Regions from separate parts of the Macaca mulatta genome. Here region 1 is linked to region 2. A link is a contact called in public Hi-C data. All regions are on one chromosome and are shown on one strand. Each heading gives the region's core, a stretch centred on a gene start, on an enhancer-like site or on the middle of the called end of the contact. The rest is flanking DNA. Distances are from core to core; before and after follow the strand shown.

Evidence for each region. Hi-C and Micro-C count contacts between places; a contact is called where the count stands out from the background.
Region 1: a Hi-C map of liver shows a contact between it and region 2, with 1.8 times the contacts expected there. The contact joins the promoter of SURF6 here to the promoter of STKLD1 in region 2. A contact is called at or near these places in 2 of 14 Hi-C or Micro-C datasets (fetal cortex germinal zone and liver).

The regions. Positions count from the first base shown.
Region 1 is chr15:9,189,509-9,192,219 of T2T-MMU8v2.0, forward strand. SURF6 (surfeit 6) reads left to right here and starts at 1,392. Exons shown (of 5, transcript NM_001194177.2): 1 at 1,392-1,563. The coding sequence starts at 1,470. It overlaps LOC144334990 (a long non-coding RNA gene), which reads left to right. Exons shown (of 3, transcript XR_013405335.1): 3 at 420-559.
Region 2 is chr15:9,148,417-9,151,116 of T2T-MMU8v2.0, forward strand. STKLD1 (serine/threonine kinase like domain containing 1) reads right to left here and starts at 1,287. Exons shown (of 17, transcript XM_077967235.1): 1 at 1,007-1,287. The coding sequence starts at 1,093. It overlaps SURF4 (surfeit 4), which reads left to right and starts at 1,464. Exons shown (of 6, transcript NM_001377196.1): 1 at 1,464-1,646. The coding sequence starts at 1,599.

The DNA of each region.
Region 1 (2,711 bases), core at 142-2,641, 41 kb after region 2:
CTTGGCCTCCCAAAGTGCTGGGATTACAGGCGTGAGCCACTGTGCCCGGCCAAAAAAATTTTTTTAAATCACCTCATGGCAGAAGTTAGGGGAAGAAAGTTTAGTTCTGTTTCAAATACAACAGTTCTTACTGTTTCTAATATATATATATTAGCAGCCACGTTTTCAAATTGTAATTTAAGACTCAAGTTCTCCCTTCTCGACCAACAGGGTGGCCCTGGAAGGGGCTCTGGGTCCTTAACGAGCCTGTAATTTTCCAGTGCAGGAACTGGGGTGTGGTGGTCCCAAGCCTCAGACCATGACCTCTCCTTTCTCCTGCCCCTAGTGAGTTATTATAAAGGCCACATCTTGTGTTAAATATCGTAGTGTGGGCCGGGCACAGTGGCTCATGCCTGCAATCCCAGCACTATGGGAGGCAGAGGTGGGTGGATCACCTGAGGTCAGGAGTTCCAGACCAGCCTGGCCAATATGGTGAAACCCCGTCTCTACTAAAAATACAAAAATTAGGCCGGGCGCGGTGGCTCACGCCTGTAATCCCAGCACTTTGGGATGCCGAGGCGGGCGGATCACGAGGTCAGGAGATCGAGACCATCCTGACTAACACGGTAAAACTCCGTCTCTACTAAAAAATACAAAAAATTACCCGGGCGTGGTGGCGGGCGCCTGCTACTCGGGAGGCGGAGGCAGGAGAATGGCGTGAACCCGGGAGGCGGAGGTTGCAGTGAGCCTAGATCTCGCCACTTCACTCCAGCCTGGGCAATAGAGCGAGACTCCTTTCCCGGGGCGGAGGGAAGATCGTAGTGTGTAAGTCTATTTTTCAGAGCAAAAGTCACTGCGCAGGGGCTCTTCCTTGAACACGCCGGCTCCCTCCCGCCCAACACTTCTCCCTTTTCCCCTGGGGCTTTCTTTGGCGCTGCCCTCACCTGACAGTCACACGCTTGCCAGGTTTATCAGCCACCTCTACGGCAGACACTAGCCAAGAGCACATCTGTGTGTGTGACACACTGCTTGTGTCCCCTAGGACTGAACCTAGGGCCTGCCACGTGCCAGGCGCTCAGTCTGCGTCCGCCTGAGACCGGAGGCCCCCCACTCCAAAGGACTGAATGAATGTACTGCTGGTCATTCACTCATTTCGCCCCTACTCAGGAGGGCCTGCTGCGCCGGGTGTAGGGGTGAGGGGAGCGCAGGGACACGTGCGGGACCCGGGTGATGGAGGCGCTGAGGCCCGGCCTCGGGGTCCCCGGCTGCACCCACTCCCGGCGGAGATTGGCTGCCCTCGGCCCACAATACTGTGCTCTCCGCCCCGCGCGCCGCTTCCGGCGGAGTCAGGCCTGACTAATCGAGCGCTCGGGCTGGCGGCTCGGCGCTCGTCTGGCGGCGCCTGCCCGTGTGGTGGTTTCCGGCGGACGTGGTGAGAGTCGCACGCGCAGCCGGGAAGGTGTGAGTTGTGAACGGCTCGGGTCTCCGCCATGGCCTCTCTACTTGCCAAGGACGCCTACCTGCAGAGCCTGGCCAAGAAGATCTGCTCCCATTCGGGCCCGGAGCAGCAGGCGCGCACGCGGGGTAACGCACATGGCCGGGCTGGGACTGAGGGGCCTGCGAAACGGGGAGGCGGCCGGAGCCGGTGTAGACGAGTCCGTAAAGTACTGGAAAAAAAAATCTAAGTGACTTGTGAAATTACCGCCGTTTCCCTTGCTTTTTTTTTTTTTTTTTGGAGACAGAGTCTCGCTCTGTCCCCCAGGCTGGAGTGCAGTGATGAGATCTCGCCTCACTGCAAGCTCCGCCTCCCGGATTCAAGAGATTCTCCTGTCTCAGCCTCCAGAGTAGCCGGGATTACAGGCGCGCGTCACCACGCCCAGCTAATTTTTGTATTTTTAGTAGAGAGGGGGTTTAGTAGAGACAGGAGTAACGGTCAGTCAGTGGGAAAAGACCCTTTCAGTCCCTTCATTACGGACATGGTGCGGTGTGGGGAGGAGGAGGATGGCAGAGGGCTCCTGCCCTTAGGGTTCTCATGGCCTGGTGACCAGGCTGCACAAGGGAAGTAGACAATCGGGCGGGGAAGCCGACAGCGGGGACTTGTCAGTGCTGTCTGGGCCCAGGAGGAGAGGAGAGCAGCAGCGTCTCTGGACCCACCAGAGGTTAAACAGGGTTTCCTTTTTATTCAAGGACGGTATATCGGTGATAGCAAATCCAAAATCTTGTGACTTTTCTCATTACTCAGTATGTCTTCCGTCTGTCTTTCTCATCCTTTTTCAAGTTTTTTTTTTGTTTCCATTTATTAAAACAATTCAGCTCCTACTTTACATACTGATTTCTCCCATTTAAAAAGTAAACATTGTCCTGGCATGGGGCCTCACGCCTGTAATCCCAGAACTTTGGGAGGCCGAGGCAGGCGGATCACAAGGTCAGGAGATCGAGACCATCCTGGCCAACATGGTGAAACCCCGTCTCTACTAAAAATACAAAAATTAGCCGGGCACAGTGGTGGACGCCTGTAATCCCAGCTACTCAGGAGGCTGAGGCAAGAGAATCGCTTGAACCCGGGAGGTGGAGTTTGCAGTGAGGAGAGATCATGCCATTGCACTCCAGCCTGGGCAACACAGCGAGACTCTGTCTCAAAAAAAAAAAAAAAAAAAAAAAGTAAACCTTACCCCCAGCAGCTAAAATGAAAGCCCTTGTCATTGTGTTTGATGGCAACATGGTAGCTTATT
Region 2 (2,700 bases), core at 37-2,536:
CAGCCACCCGAGTAGCTGGGATTACAGACATGCGCCACTACGCCCGGCTAATTTTGTATTTTCAGTAGAGACAGGGTTTCTCCACGTTGGTCAGGCTGGTCTCGAACTCCCAACCTCAGGTGATCCGCCCGCCATGGCCTCCCAAAGTGCTGGGATTACAGGCGTGAGCCACCGAGCCTGGCCGGGGACTGCTGTTCTAAGCCACAGGGGGCTGAGGGCAGAGCTGGTGTGAGAGCGTGCAGGCTTAGGCAGCAAGTTAAACAGTAAAATGGACCCATATCTTAGAACAAGTCTATTTTTTTTCCAAAAGCAGGTATATTCCTGAAAGGTCTATTTTTTTTTTTCCCTGAAAAGTAACTTTATTTAAAAAATTATCTGGCCACCAGAAGCTCATCTGCGTCACTGCTGGCAACGCCCTATAGTCCTCTCACACACAGACAATTCTTCCCAAGTGACAAAAATCTAATCCGCAAACTGTTTCCAAGCGAATGCGGTTTTCACAAATGCTGAATCTAACATTTAATAAAGTTTACATATCATGTATAGAAGCATTTAATTAAACATTCACTTTTATTTTGCAGCTTTCCTTTTGTGTTTTGTAAATTTTATAGGTCTCAAATATTTTCAAAGACCCACATTGCAGGGGTGTTTTTAGGGGACTGGGGGCTCCCAATTACGTATTCGGGATGTTCCCGGGGGGCCTGCCTCGGTGGACCCAAGCGCCCAAACCCCGGGCACAAAGGATAGAGGAGCTGCCCCACGCCCTCAAATACTCAGCCAGGGCTGGAAAATCCTTAGTCAATTCACAAAGGGGAAAACTGAGTGGCAAAGGGCACCCAGGAGGTCACCGTTGGAGGCCCCCCGGGTTCAACCTAGGAGCTGGAGGCCAACACTAGCTAGGGCGCGGGTCCCTCGCCGCCCTTGGTCGGAACCGCCGGCCGCAGCTCCAGGGTTGGCGACCGTTACCCCACGGAGCCCCCGCCTCCCCGCAGGGAACACTCGGCACCTGGTACTTGTCCATGGGCTCTCCGGGGTACCCTGGGCCTCGCTCCCCCTGCGTGGGGCGCCTGCCATCGGACTCTGGCCCAAGCATGTTCAGTAGCTACCGCGTACGGGCGAGCGTCCACCCCTGACCCCACCCCGTGTGGGTCAGTGGGACCCGCGGGACCCTCCCCGCCCGAACGGCGTCCTCGAGGCATCCAAGCGTCCCTCCTGCGAGCTGGCCCCAGACCCCCCCAGGCCTGCCCCCTTAAAGGGGAGGCGTTCCGCCAGGCCGGGAGGTGCCGCAGGGCCTGCGCGCGGTGGGAGGGGTCTCCAGCGTGAGAGGCGTGGCGTCGAGCGCGGCGGGGGTGGCTTCGAGCGGACCGGTCGGGAGGCTGGGGACGGTGCATGGCCCCTTTAAGACGCGCCGGGGCGGACCCGGGCGGTGCGCGGCCCCTTTAAGGCTTGGCCTACGTGGCAGCCGCTGGAGCCGCAGCCGACGCGGAGCGAGGCCGGCCGCCGGGCACTTCCTGTGGAGGCCGCAGCGGGCGCGGGCGCCGACGGGCGAGGGCCAGCGAGCGAGCGAGCCGAGCCGAGCCGAGCCTCCCGCCGTCGCCATGGGCCAGAACGACCTGATGGGCACGGCTGAGGACTTCGCCGACCAGGTGCGGCCTGCGGGCCCCTCCCCCGGTCCCGACCCAGGCCGCCCGGGCCGCTCCGGAGTCGGCCTCCCCGCGAAGGGCGCCAGGCCCGGGCCGCCCCCCGACTCCTTGTTCCCACAGAGGGGCTCACCGCCCGGGCCCTCCGCCCCGGCCTGGACACCCCCAAACCCGGCCTGCGGGCCCGGTCTCCCCTGCCCGCCGGGCTGCTCCCGGAGCCCGGGCCTGGGCGCCCTGCCTGGCCAGCCGCCCCCACCCTCCAGCCTGCCCGGGGCGCGGGCTGTGGGGGTTTCCTCGCGGGCCGGTGGCGCGAGTCCTAGGGTTGGGTCGGGTCTGAGGCTCGCGGGGAGCGCCTCGGCGTTTGGAGCTGCTGGGGGTTCCCCACACGTTTTTTCTCTCAGTGGGTCTCCCGGAGGCGGGCTGGGAGCTTGGGGACGAACGGGGGCCGGGGGTCCTCCCAGAGGAAAGGGGGCGCGCTGGCGTGCGCCCCAGCTGCAGGATGCCACAGCACTTTTTCTCTTTCCCAGATGTGCTGGACTCTTGGGGTCCCTTTGACCCTGTCTGCATCTCTCCCTCGCCGTTTGGACTCTGCCCTGGGCTGGATTGAGTGGGGACCTGTACACAGCCCGGGAGGAGGGGAAGCTTATCTCCCTGATAGTTTCCTTCCAGCAGTGTCCAGGTGGCATTCTGAGCAACAGGGAAGCCCTTGAAACAGGCGGTTGGGTAACTGTTGAGAGCATTCGGAAACAGGGTGGACAGGATCCGATCCTACAAAGTGAAGGGACACGCAACTCCCTTCCGTCTTTCTTGATTAAGCTTGGCAAAAAAAAAAAAAAAAAAAAAAAAGGTGGTGCTGGTTACACAGATTTATGCCTTTTACTTCTAAAAGAATCCCGTTATGTCGACAGATTAACAGCGTTATCCCCGCAGGGAGAGCCTTCTGTGGCACACTTGCCGTTCTTTCCTCGGTTTACTTAATGTGTTTGTGTGGCTTTGCTAGAGTTTTAAGTAGTGATGGTTAAATTTTTAAATTTTTCTGGAGGTGGTAGTGAGTCATCAA